2 separate regions of the Mus musculus genome follow, and region 1 is linked to region 2. Evidence: chromatin contacts called from public HiCAR-type data. All regions are on one chromosome and are shown on one strand. The core of a region is the stretch at or near the end of the contact, and the rest is flanking DNA. Distances in the headings are between cores, read along the strand shown. Region 1 holds the start of 9330111N05Rik (RIKEN cDNA 9330111N05 gene). Region 2 holds the start of A830082K12Rik (RIKEN cDNA A830082K12 gene).

What was found. HiCAR-type assays count read pairs that join an accessible place to other places.
Region 1: a HiCAR-type map of astrocytes shows a contact between it and region 2, with 2.7 times the contacts expected there. The contact joins the promoter of 9330111N05Rik here to the promoter of A830082K12Rik in region 2. A contact is called at or near these places in 2 of 39 promoter capture datasets (the 3T3-L1 cell line and liver) and 2 of 115 datasets of contacts at active chromatin or transcription factors (the NIH/3T3 cell line and astrocytes).

What each region holds. Positions count from the first base shown.
Region 1 is chr13:80,960,875-80,967,040 of GRCm38.p6, forward strand. 9330111N05Rik (RIKEN cDNA 9330111N05 gene) reads left to right here and starts at 3,200. Exons shown (of 2, transcript NR_015587.3): 1 at 3,200-3,519. Gm4211 (a long non-coding RNA gene) reads right to left here and starts at 560. Exons shown (of 3, transcript XR_382678.2): 1 at 1-560.
Region 2 is chr13:78,195,482-78,201,026 of GRCm38.p6, forward strand. It overlaps A830082K12Rik (RIKEN cDNA A830082K12 gene), which reads left to right and starts at 2,536. Exons shown (of 3, transcript NR_045195.1): 1 at 2,536-2,741. It overlaps Nr2f1 (nuclear receptor subfamily 2, group F, member 1), which reads right to left and starts at 3,392. Exons shown (of 3, transcript NM_010151.3): 1 at 2,639-3,392; 2 at 1-208. The coding sequence starts at 3,092.

The DNA of each region.
Region 1 (6,166 bases), core at 1,950-4,449, 2.8 Mb after region 2:
TAATAATGAAAGAACACTTGCCTAGATACTTTAGAATGTATCCAAGGATCTGCCCAGAGTCACTGAACCACTGCATTTGTGATGTAGAGTCCCAGTCTTTGTTACCCCAGGTAAGATTAATACTTTGTAACATCTGACCAGCTGCTTAATCATATTTAATAATAATGACAAGATACTAATTTGTTGGCTGCTTTTCACATCAGTGTTTTTAGGCATCCCTTCATTGAATACTTTCCACAAATTGATCAGACAATGTGTCTGGCCTCCATTTTTCAGATGAGAAAACAGGACTAGCTAAGCCAAGAAACAGGTTCAAAGTCACACCTTAAAATAAACCTGGCCTCCAAATATCACCCTGAGAGCATCAAGGCAGCACAAATTTAAATTAAGTAAGAATAATGACCCAGAACAAGTCAGTTTTAAATACCAGCTGACAAATATAACTAGTTGTATTTTAAATATCTACACAACATTGTCAAACTTTCAAAGGCTAACCTAACCAGTAGATGTTCCTTGTCATCAGTAACTGAAATATATTGCTTTCCATTTCTTAGTTCATCCATTTCTCACAGTTTTGTTCCCTCCCACCCTCCCTCTCTTCCTTCCTTCCTTCCTTCATTCCTTCCTTCCTGCCTCCCTCCCTCCCTCCCTTTCTTCCTTCCTCCCTTCCTTCCTTTTCAATGTCAGTTTAGGGTCTTTAACTTCCTATAAAAAAATCTGGCTGTCATGCCTGCATATAAGCTTGGAGAGTCACTCTAACCTCAAAGCTCTTCCCTGCAAGAAAAGCATTCCTTTTTTTTCTTTTTATATTTTATTTATATATTATTATTATTTTAGGGTCTTTGAGACAGGGTCCCACCACAGTGGTTTAAATCCCCCCTCCTCCCACCACACTCATCTTTCATCTCCACGCCCTTATTATGGCTCCCTACCTCCCCCTCCCCCTCAGGGTTTCTCTGTGTAACCCTGGCTGACCAGGAACTAGCTCTGTAGACTAGGCTAGCCTCAAAGTCAGGAATACACATGCCCTGCCTTCCGAATCGTGGGGTTAAAGGCTCACCCCCACCCAATTTAAATATTTAATTTTTTTTTTTTTTTTTTTTACAACTAGAAAAAAAGAGCATGCACGTCTTGGGACAGTCTCAACCTAGTAAAAAGCAAGAAAAGCATTCCTAATAGAAAGAAGGCTGTTCTATGGTGATGCGATGCACTGTTTCAAATGCACACTGGCATCAGGAGCAATAAGAATTCTAGGACCTTGGAAAACAATTGGCAACAGTTGGCACAGGTTCTAAAGGCCTAGTGTGATTGTCTTAAAACTCAGCTCAAAGGGGTCCCTGTCCCTCGACCTGTCTCTGGATTATCTCATTGATCAGCTACACTGAACAATGCAACACTTGCCATTGGCTCTCAACATAGCATTGCCACAATCACCAGTACAGTTGGAAAAATCCGAACAGGATGCTAGAGGGCTGAATGCCCAGGACACCATCATGGTTCTCTGTTACTATCAAACATGCCTCCAGCTTTTAGAATCCTTTATGAGAAAGGCAATTGCACAAAGACCAAAGATTGGCTTCCTTTAACACTGAACATCAAAACCGAGTTAAACTCTCTTTTTCCAAGGATACCTAATGTTTTACAATTCCACTAAGGCCACAATGATTTAACCTCAAAGTCGTGCAAAGGTTTGACACATCACTTGCAAGGCGTGTTTTTGTTTTATTTACTCATTCTTCCTGTGTCTCATTTAAAAATGTCATTTCTCAAATTGGGTGCGGATTATTAAAAAAATTAAACGTAAGCAAACAAAAAATAAAACCAAACAAAAGCAAAAAACAAACAAGCAGACAAAACCCACCCACACCCCCCCCTCCAAAAAAAATCAAACAAACAACAACAAATACAAGCCAGAGCAAGAGAAATCTCCTATCTGAGGAAATACATGGGACGAAAGCCTAAGCCCTGGAAACGGGGTCACGTGGGGCCACCCCCACCCCCCACCCCACCCCCGCTGCGGATCCTGGACGTCACCCGCTCTGGCCCGTGCGTGCGGCGGGTGAGTGGCCCCGGGGTCTCCGCGGCCGAGGCGCTGGGACGCCCTTCCTGACAGCCGGTCTCCCGGCACGTAGCGCTCGCCTGACTCAGCGCTGAGTCACCGCTCCCGCGGACTCCCGCTTCGCCCTGCACAGCCAGAGGCTGCCGGGCTCCGTGCACGCCGAGGCCGAGCCCTCAGTGCTGCAGACCGGTCTCTGCGCTTCCCGGAGCAGCGCAGGGTTTACAGCTTTTGAATCCCGACCAAGCCCAGCACTAACTTCCTGCGTTGTTTTCTTTGCCTTAAGGGCTGACTAGTCTAGGGATCAAATTCTTCCATCGAAGCTTGTTGGCGCAAATCCCGGCTTTGTCCTTGAACAGTGACTTTGAGATGATCTTCGTTTGGATTTTTTTAATACTTCCGCGGTTCCAAACTTCTGTCTTATTTATGCCCTCCGTTTCCTAAGGTTATCTTTTCAGTGTGTTTGGTAACTAATCTTGTCATAAAGCCACACTGCGGTGACGCAAGTCAGGTTGGAATCTGGCATGGTGTACAGGCAGTGACTTACTGTAAAATCCAGGGCCTTCATCGCGACATCCTATCTGTCATCTCAGGCACTGATTAGCTTCCTTGCCCTTGGAGAGGTCCCGGGGATTTAGAAGGCCTGTTGAAATCTGTCTTTATAGCGGCCATGTTTCTTGCTTCCTCCTCGGAGTTTAAAATGAAGAGAACGATAGATAAGCATTTCTGCAAACGTAGCTTGGACCACCTGTCCCAGAGCACAATTTTACTCCAAACTGCAGCTGCAGAATGTCCTGAATAAAACTAGAAACCGGCCACCTGCCAGTGAAACACGTGATCCGCAAAGCCTACCAGAGGATAGGAGGAAAGCAGTTTTCCTAGACTGAACACACAGACCACGTTGGTTCTGGTGTTCTTATTCATCTTTCTGTCTAAAATACTGGAAAGGTAAAATGCGGGGCGGCCACATAAAATATCAGCGTACTGTTATAGTGATAGCCATTTACATCGCTGTTGATATGGTAGAGATGGAACCGAAGGCCTGATGCTCTAATCAGACACTGCTACACAGCTATAGCCTCAGCAGGAAGTTGTTCCGACTTCCGATCCCTGGACATTTTCATTTCTCTGGGAAACTCTTCCAGCTTCATCTTTGCTAGCATTGGAGCAAACTCCCCAACAAGCCCTTGTTGGTCCAAGTAGAGTTCTTGGACCAGCAACCCAGCATCACAAAGTAGCTCATAAGAAGCACAGGCTCTCTGAGCTGCTGACGCAGCAAAGACGGAGGAGTGCTTGCCTAGTATGCTTGAAGACTGGAGTGGAGGAAGGGAGAACAGAAGTTCAAAATCATCCTCCGCTGCGTCCTTAGAGCCTAGAATCTCAGACTCCATCCAAAATTGGCATGTTTACGAGGTCTCTTTATATCGTGAACTTGGGAAGAACTGATCAGTGGGCTGGCAGAGGTAAGGAGAAGGCGTGGGGGAGGACAGCATCTTTCACTTTCCAGGACTTCGGTAAGAAGTGCCACACCTAGCACTGTACCTAAAATAGTAAAGGTGGACTATCTTAGTTAAGGGTTGACTGTTGTGAACAGACTCCATGACCAAGGCAACTCTTACAAGGTCAACCTTTAATTGGGGCTGGCTTACAGGTTCAGAGGTTCAGTCCATCATTATCAAGACAGGAGCATCACAGCGTCCAGGCAGGCATGGTGCAGGAAGAGGGAAGAGCTGAGAGTTCTATATTCCTTATCTGAATGCTGCTAGAAGACTAGCTCCCACATGGCTAGCAGAAGGGTCTCATTGTGCACCCCCACAGTGACACACTTCCTCCAACAAGGCCAACCTACTCCAGCATGGCCACATCTCCTGGTAGTGCCGCTCCCTGGGTCAAGCATATTCACTACCACATGGACTTACCCTCTTACAATCCTGGAGACTGTCCACCATGTTCTAGGTAGACCCCTCTGGGCTCCTTTCTACATCTCAGCAATGGCCATAGATCTCTGATTGTCCCTGGCATACAGTCTATGCTGCTTGGATCACATGGCATTTTTTTTCTGTGTTTGTCTCCACATTAACTCCCTACTAAGGTCATGTGCTCTCACTGGAGGCTCCAAGTTCCACACTGACAAATGCAAGTGCACACCATTTCTGGGATGGGTGTGGGGAAGTGATACAGATGGAAATAGCAGGGTACAAGAGATACGATGGATAATTGGGAAAAGGGGTGTGCTGTTATTAGGGAAGAGAAGGCACATAAACACAGAAGGAGAGAGTAAGATAACAGTAAGGATGCCTGAATCATACCATTAGCTACCTTAAAAGAACCCCAAAATACCAGTTAGTCTATGTATAATATCATATATAGTTTAAATAAAATTTCCTCATCTGGGCTGACAATGCTTTCTACCAGAACCAAAAATCACCTAAGAAAAACCCAACACCAGTAATGAGAGGCCTTCTTTTGAGTCATTGAATAGGGTTGTCCAAGAGACTTCCCCCACATACAGACTATCGCTCTTGTCCTTGTTGTTCCCCCAAAAATGGAAAACAATCTCTATTACTGAAGATAGCAGTTACTTCAGACAAAGGGATAAGAAAGTGACCTGAATGTGCCATTCCTGACAACTAGCTTTCATGGTGTTTCCAAAGGAGGGAGGCAACCAAAAGTTCTACCCAGCTATAATTTCTATAAGCAACAATGGTACACTAACCCTAAGGGTACAGTGGGGGAACATGAGCTTTGGCAGTAACCAACACCTCTCTAACTGGATTTAAGATTTGCTCAACTAGAGGGAAACTGGGGGCTTGGGACTAGAAACCTGTTTAACTCCTCGGGGCTAGTGAAATCATGAATTGGGAAAGAATCTATAATCACCACTTTTAGCAACCAGCATAATATTTAACTAAATTTTAAATATCTGTTTCGTACCCAACCATAAGTGTAGTCATCACCTCTCACCAGGAAACTTCTCTTTGCCACAGAGACCGTTACAGAAAACCATAGCCAATCAAAATGCAGAGCTGTGGGGCCCAGTCCCAGTGAATACATCTACAAAACACTTCCCCACTCAAGGAACACTGGAGAAGGTGAAAAGACTAAGAGCCAAAGGACTATAGGGTTTGCTGTGAAGTAATGTCTCCTACTAATGTCAGAAGCTACACCCATAACATCTGTCCCATTATGATCCTCTAAGATGAGCTGCACAAAGATGATAGCACTGAAATGCCATGGTGGATAGAGCCTCAACCCTGTGAAGAATTATAGTGAACTAAGGAGTGCTGAGAGTGGGAGAAGTAGCCTTCTCCAGGGAAGAACACACCAATTGGTTATCCAGTATCAAATCATCAGCCCTGAGAACCTACATACAAGTTATCATTATACAGTCAGAACAGAGGTACAGTTAGGAATATATGTACACACACACGCGCGCGCACACACACACACACACACACACACACACACACACCCCTCACAGGCCATATTATTAAAAGAGAGCAATGAGGGCAATATGGGAAATTTTGGAACGAGAAGGTAGAAATGATGTTGATATAATCACAAAATTAAAAGAAAAATGAAAAAGGATTGATTTAAAAACTGGTCATGGGGCTGGAGAGATGGCTCAGAGGTTAAGAGCACTGACTGCTCTTCAAGAGGTCCTGAGTTCAACTCCCAGCAACCACGTGGTGGTTCGCAACCATCTGTAATGGGATCTGATGCCCTCTTTTGGTGTGTCTGAAGAGAGCGACCGTGTACTAACATAAATAAGAGCTAAAAAGCATGCACCAGGACAACCTGGCTAAGACATTTAAAGCACACAAACAACAATGAACGGGTCGTGTCAGTGTGGTGGAGCATGCCTTGAATCCCAGCACTTGGAGGCAGAGATCGATGGATCTTGAATTTCCCACTCATCCAGGAGTACATAATGATACCCTGTCTAAAACTTAAAAATAAAAAAGTAAAGATACTGGCCAGATTACATGAGGTCCCTTTTTAAATAAACTCATATTAAATCAAACATATCTATAAATAATCTGCTTCCAAGTAAAGTTATATTCATAGCTAGCAAGAGGATTTGGATGCCATTGAGAGCCATGCAAGGTA
Region 2 (5,545 bases), core at 1,286-3,785:
GCTGCCAGCTCGCAGATGTTCTCGATGCCCATGATGTTGTTGGGCTGCATGCACTGGCTGCCATAACGCGACGTGGGGTAGGGCTCTGCGCGCAGCAGCAGAGAAATGTAGCCAGACAGGTAGCAGTGGCCATTGAGAGGATCCCCGTTTGTGAGTGCATACTGGCCTGGATTGGGCTGGGTTGGAGGCATTCTTCCTCGCTGAACCGCTGATAAAAAGAAAGAGAGAAAAGAGGCAATGTGCATCCAGGGGGGCTTGTGAACATCGCCGAGCCGCAGCGCGCACCCAACGCACTGTGGTTCTTTCCTGCAGTCACTCGCTCCCGAAGCATCTTCTCCTGCTTGCTGGGTCTTACTCACAGATCACACTGCTAGGAGATCTAGGGTGAAGTCATCTACCTTCACCGGCTCCGTGTGTCCATCCATAGTCTGCATCCCTGGCTATTTTAGCTAGAGAAGAAGAACTAGGCCTGACTGCAAGGCCCCTAGCTCAGGATGGCTAAGAAAGTACCACCCAACCTCCCAGCTACTAAGAAGCAACACAGATATAAATGAAATCCTTTCAGAATGATACAAATCAAAGTTTCTCTTTTAAAAATGAAACCTGAGAAAGCCACAAACCTTAGAGTACTCTTCACTTGTAAACAAGCAGCAAGTGTATAAAATGTTCCCATAATCTCTAAAGTGCTACAGAATAATTTTTAAAAGATACAAGTTATATATATATATCTTACTGAGTTGGACTACCAGCAAGCATAACACACACCTCCTCCCATCTTCCCTCCTCCAGACTGCCCCATACAAATTTCTCACTATTAAAAGAAACAGAAAATTAAAAAATTTCAAAGAAGTTGAACTTACAGTAGCCAAACATATTGAAAAAAAGTAGGAACTACAATTAATGTCTGTCCTGTGCGATGCCACTGCAACCTGCAGCCAGCTTTGCCCAGTGAATGCGCGAGCTTGCAACTGCAAAAACACTGGATTCATTACCCATCTGAATGCAAAACGTAAGCATGCATTGAGTTCTTAAAGCTGACCAAAGTTTTTTTTTTTTTTTTTTAAATGTGTATGTTTTACTTCAACAGTGCCAGCATTTTCAATTGCCATGTAAACAAAGACAACTCTAGGGAAAGTTAGGGCTACTGAACTGCCATCCCCCAACAAATTAGTAGAGCGAGGTCCATGTCCACAGAGCTGTCCTACCTCAGGCTCTACATCATTTTCTTTGGTTCTAATTCCAACAAGAGTTTCAGTGCGGTTTACGCTCTTTGAAACACAATGGTTAGAATACTTTTTCTAATTATAGTTTTGAACTTGGCAGTTATTTTTCAATTAAATGAGAGCACAATTCAAAGTTTTTTTGTTTTTTTTTGTTTTTTGTTTTTTTTTTTTTCAGATGCCTAAACAATCTCCCTGGAGCTAGCAATGGAGTCGTCATATTTGCCTTCTCCTTGAGATCTGAAGGAATTCAATTTCTTTTCTTGTGGCATATAAAATATAATTTTGAAGTCAATTACAAGAAGAAGTAATCTATGTTCTTCGAAATTGACTGGTTCACTAATTTGACTATAAGATATGTTTAATGATTGCCAGGAGATAAACTTTAACTATAAACCGCTAAATATATTTGTAAGAAAAGTGTTCCATCTCATGCCACATGAATATGAAGCATATCCAAATTAAACATCAAAAGTTGTGCTTAATAAAAAAAAAATCTCACACATCGATTAAATGATGCAGAAGCTCAAGCCAGCTGCAGTCTGTGCATTATAGCCAGATCAGAAGGATCGGTAAATGCCGTTGTAAATTGTAATTTGTATGCAGTATTTAAGCAGAGGGTGGAGTTTGATGAAGAAATAAAACGAGTATCAAGCTTTAAAAATGACACTACTATGAAAGCAGGGTTCAGTCACAAACTTTCCTTTCAAAGTATAGGGGTGAAAACAAGGCCACAGCTCGGGAGGAGGCGGCCCCAGATCCCTGAAGAGGAGAGGGAGCCAGTGAACAGGCCAGAAGCCCCCCTTCCCCCCTAATTAGACCTACAAGTGCAATAAATCTCACTCCTCTTTTTCCAAGCTAAGCTTCCTAAAGGATGGTGGCAGCAATGAATCTATGGTTCAGGGTCCTCCAGCCCCAGTCCTCTCCCATTATAAATAAAAGGTACGATGAGGCAGAGGAGAAAGTAGAATGGGAAAAACAAAAAAAACCAAAAAACAAAAACACACACGGAGAGAAACGGTTTTCTGCAGAAAATCATCACCCCTCCCAAGTTCATGCTAGCACAGCCCCAAGCATCCTCACACACAAGCGGGAACGAGACACACACGGAGCACATCCAACAGAGGAAGGGAGGGATTTTTAAGCTACAGCTCACGATCCCAGGGACACAATCTTGAGCAGGCAGCGGGCGGGGTGGAGGAGCCGGGGAGAGGAGCGCAGGGCGGGAGGGGGAGGCAGCGGCAGCGAGCTGGGGGGGGGGGGACGCTGGGGGAGGAAAGCAGCGAAGACTGGGAAGCCCGGACCGGCTGGGACCACAGAAGCCCCATCCCCACAGCCACAGGCACCAAGGCGAGAGAGAAAGAAAGAGCAGGGAGGCGGGCGAAGCGCAGGGAGAGAAGCAGAGAAGAAATATTCACCTTCCCGCCTCATGCCCACTTTGAGGCACTTCTTGAGGCGGCAGTATTGGCACTGGTTGCGGTGGTGCTGGTCGATGGGACAGTTCCTGTTGGCACGGCATGTGTAAGTTAAGTTCCTGCGGACGCTCCTCTTGAAGAAACTTTTGCAGCCCTCGCAGGTGAATTGGCCGTAGTGCTTGCCGCTCGACTTGTCCCCGCACACCACGCACTCGATGTGCTGCTGGCTCTGGCCTGAACCGGGCGGGCCCTGGCCCTTGTCCCCTGCCGTGCCGGGGGTGGCGGGCGCTCCGGGCTGGCCCGGGGTCTGCGGCGTGTGCGGCGCGCCGGAGCCCGCCTGCTGCTGCTCGCCGCCGCCGCCGCCGCGGGCTGCCTGCGCTGCGGGGTTGGGGCCGCCGGGGTTGCCCCCGGCCACGTCGTCCTGCGGATCTCGCCAGCTGCTAACTACCATTGCCATATCTTTGGGCCCAGGGAGCGCTGGGGGGAGCCGAGCTGCTCGCCGAGGGCCGCGGGGCGCGCGGGCGCGCTGGGAGGGGAAGGGGAAGGGGAAGGGGGGAGGGGGAGGGGGCGGGGGGCCCACCGGGCGCCCCGGGGTCGCCGGAGCCGAGCCCGAGCCGGGCACCGGCCTCTGCCTGCGCCGCCGCCGCCGCCGCCGCCGTTACTGCCTCAGCCGCCCCGCTGCTGCTGCGCGCCCGCCCGCCCTGCTGGCGTTTTGTTGTGGTTCCTGCTGTTTTCTTTCTCTCTTTTTGCAGCCCCCCCAGGCTCTCAGGCTCCCCCCCCCCAACACCCCTGCTCCCCTCGCCCGCTCCCCCCGCACTCCGTTCCTGGGGGGGCCTCTCTCTCTCTCCCCCCTCCCCACCCCCCAGCGAGCGAGCTCCCTTCTCTCGCTTTTTTCTTCTTCCCCAACTTGCAAAATCAGAAATGGCACAGGCGGCAGCCGGGAGCGGCGCGGGGCGCAGCGCCGGGGGCGGCGGGCATGGGCCACGGCGCGCGCACACTCTCGCCCTCCGCCTCGCCCGCACCCCCGCGCACACACACACTCGCACACACACTCGCTCACCCGCGCCGGGCGCCCGCCCGCCCGCCCGCCCGCCCGCTGGCCGCTGGCCGCTGGGGCTACGCGCAGAGCGCGGGCTGAGCCGACATAGAGGAAGCGGCGAGGGCGGCGGCGGCCGCGGAGGAGGAGGTCGCGGCTGCAGACGCTGCTGGAGGAGCTGGCCGCCGCTGCGTGCTCCGCTGGAGGAGCCCGGGCCCGGGCGGGAGTCCGAGCCGGAGTCGGGGCCGCAGCCCGAGAGCGAGCCGAGGCCGGTGCTGCCCGTGCCGCCGCCGCTGTCCTGGCGGGAGCCCTCGCCCGGTTTCAAGAGTGCGGGGAGCTGGGAGAGTCGAGCAGGATCGGGACGAAGCTGCCGGCGAGGATCAGGGCGCTCGGGTGTCTGGGGGCCAGGTCCAGGGCCGGACGCAGCCAGCCATTCAGGAAGGCAGCGCTGGAGAGCGGGAGGCAGCCGGCGAGGAAGATCACACACTTTGCTCTTTTTGTTGTGCGGGTGGCGCCGGGTTCTCTCTGCCTTCTTCTTTCGGGAGGTGACGGAAGGGGGAGAAAAATACGAGATAATTCACGCCAGCGACGAATTCACAGCGAAATAGGAAAAAAATAAAAATCAGAAGAAAATGCTTGAGAAAATAAGGAAAAAGAGAAAGCGAGAGAGACATCCAAAGTAGGTCGAATAAATAATCCTCTTCTTTTCCTCTTTCTTGCTTCTTCTGCTTCTTCTGCTATAACACACAGAGCTAGTTAAAAAACCCTGGAGATCGCCCAAAAATGTTCTTTTTTTAGTATTTTAAATAAGTGCTCTTCAGCTGGGAACCAACACCCTCCCTCCAAAAAAAATCATATATATATATATATATATACATACATATATATATATAATAACGATAAGAAGAATACTGAGGGGTGCCTCCTCCTCCTTTTTTTTTCAAGTTTAGTCTTCTCTCTTCTAGAGGAAAGGAGTGAAAGAGAAAAGGAGGGAGAGAAAGAGGAAGGGCGACAACTAGTAGAATATGTAAGGAAAAGAAAGGGGGAGAGATAGGGCAAGAGGAGAGTGGGTGAGAGAAAGGAGAGGAGGGAGAGAGGGGCGAGAGGAGAGGAGAGGAGAGGAGAGGAGAGGAGAGGAGAGGAGAGGAGAGGAGAGGAGAGGAGAGGAGAGGAGAGGAGAGGAGAGGGACCAAAAAATTGAATGCGTTTAAACGGGAGGACACTCAGAGCAATGTTTCCGAAAGGGGGATCTGCGCGAATGTCTGTATATAGTGAACTTTGACACTACTATTGAAACTGACACGTTTCTATGGAGATCTCTGCCTTATATGGAGCTCGTGTCAAGGAGCCAAGAGAAGGGCTGCTGGCAACTGATAATCAAAGGCGACTGACTGGTCAGAGCCCTGAATGGGGGGTGGGGGGGGGGAGAGAAAATGGGAGGCTAAGGTTAGCCAAGCCTCCTTCACGCCATTGGTTGGAAAGTCCTTTTCCCCTCCCCCCAGCTACCTACAGTCTGGGATGTCGAGGGGAGGAGAAGAGAAAGTGAGGGGGGGGGTGCTTCTGACAAGCATAATTTACATTGAGATCGCCCTGCGCTGCTATTTACTCTGAGACCTGATTAGTATGGGTCGTGTATGGTCACACACACACACACACACACACACACACACACACACACACGAGGGGAAAGGGATGATGAGGGGAGAACGCGTTGTGATGGGAAAAAACGAGGAGAAAGAAATTACTGTATATCTTATGAAAACTTTTCAGAATTAGGTTTTATGAGCGTAAGGAGTGGCACTGAAAACGTTAAGAAAAAAATTAATGAGGAAAAAAACTCCATCATTTTAATGATTTGTGAAGTCTACTTGGTT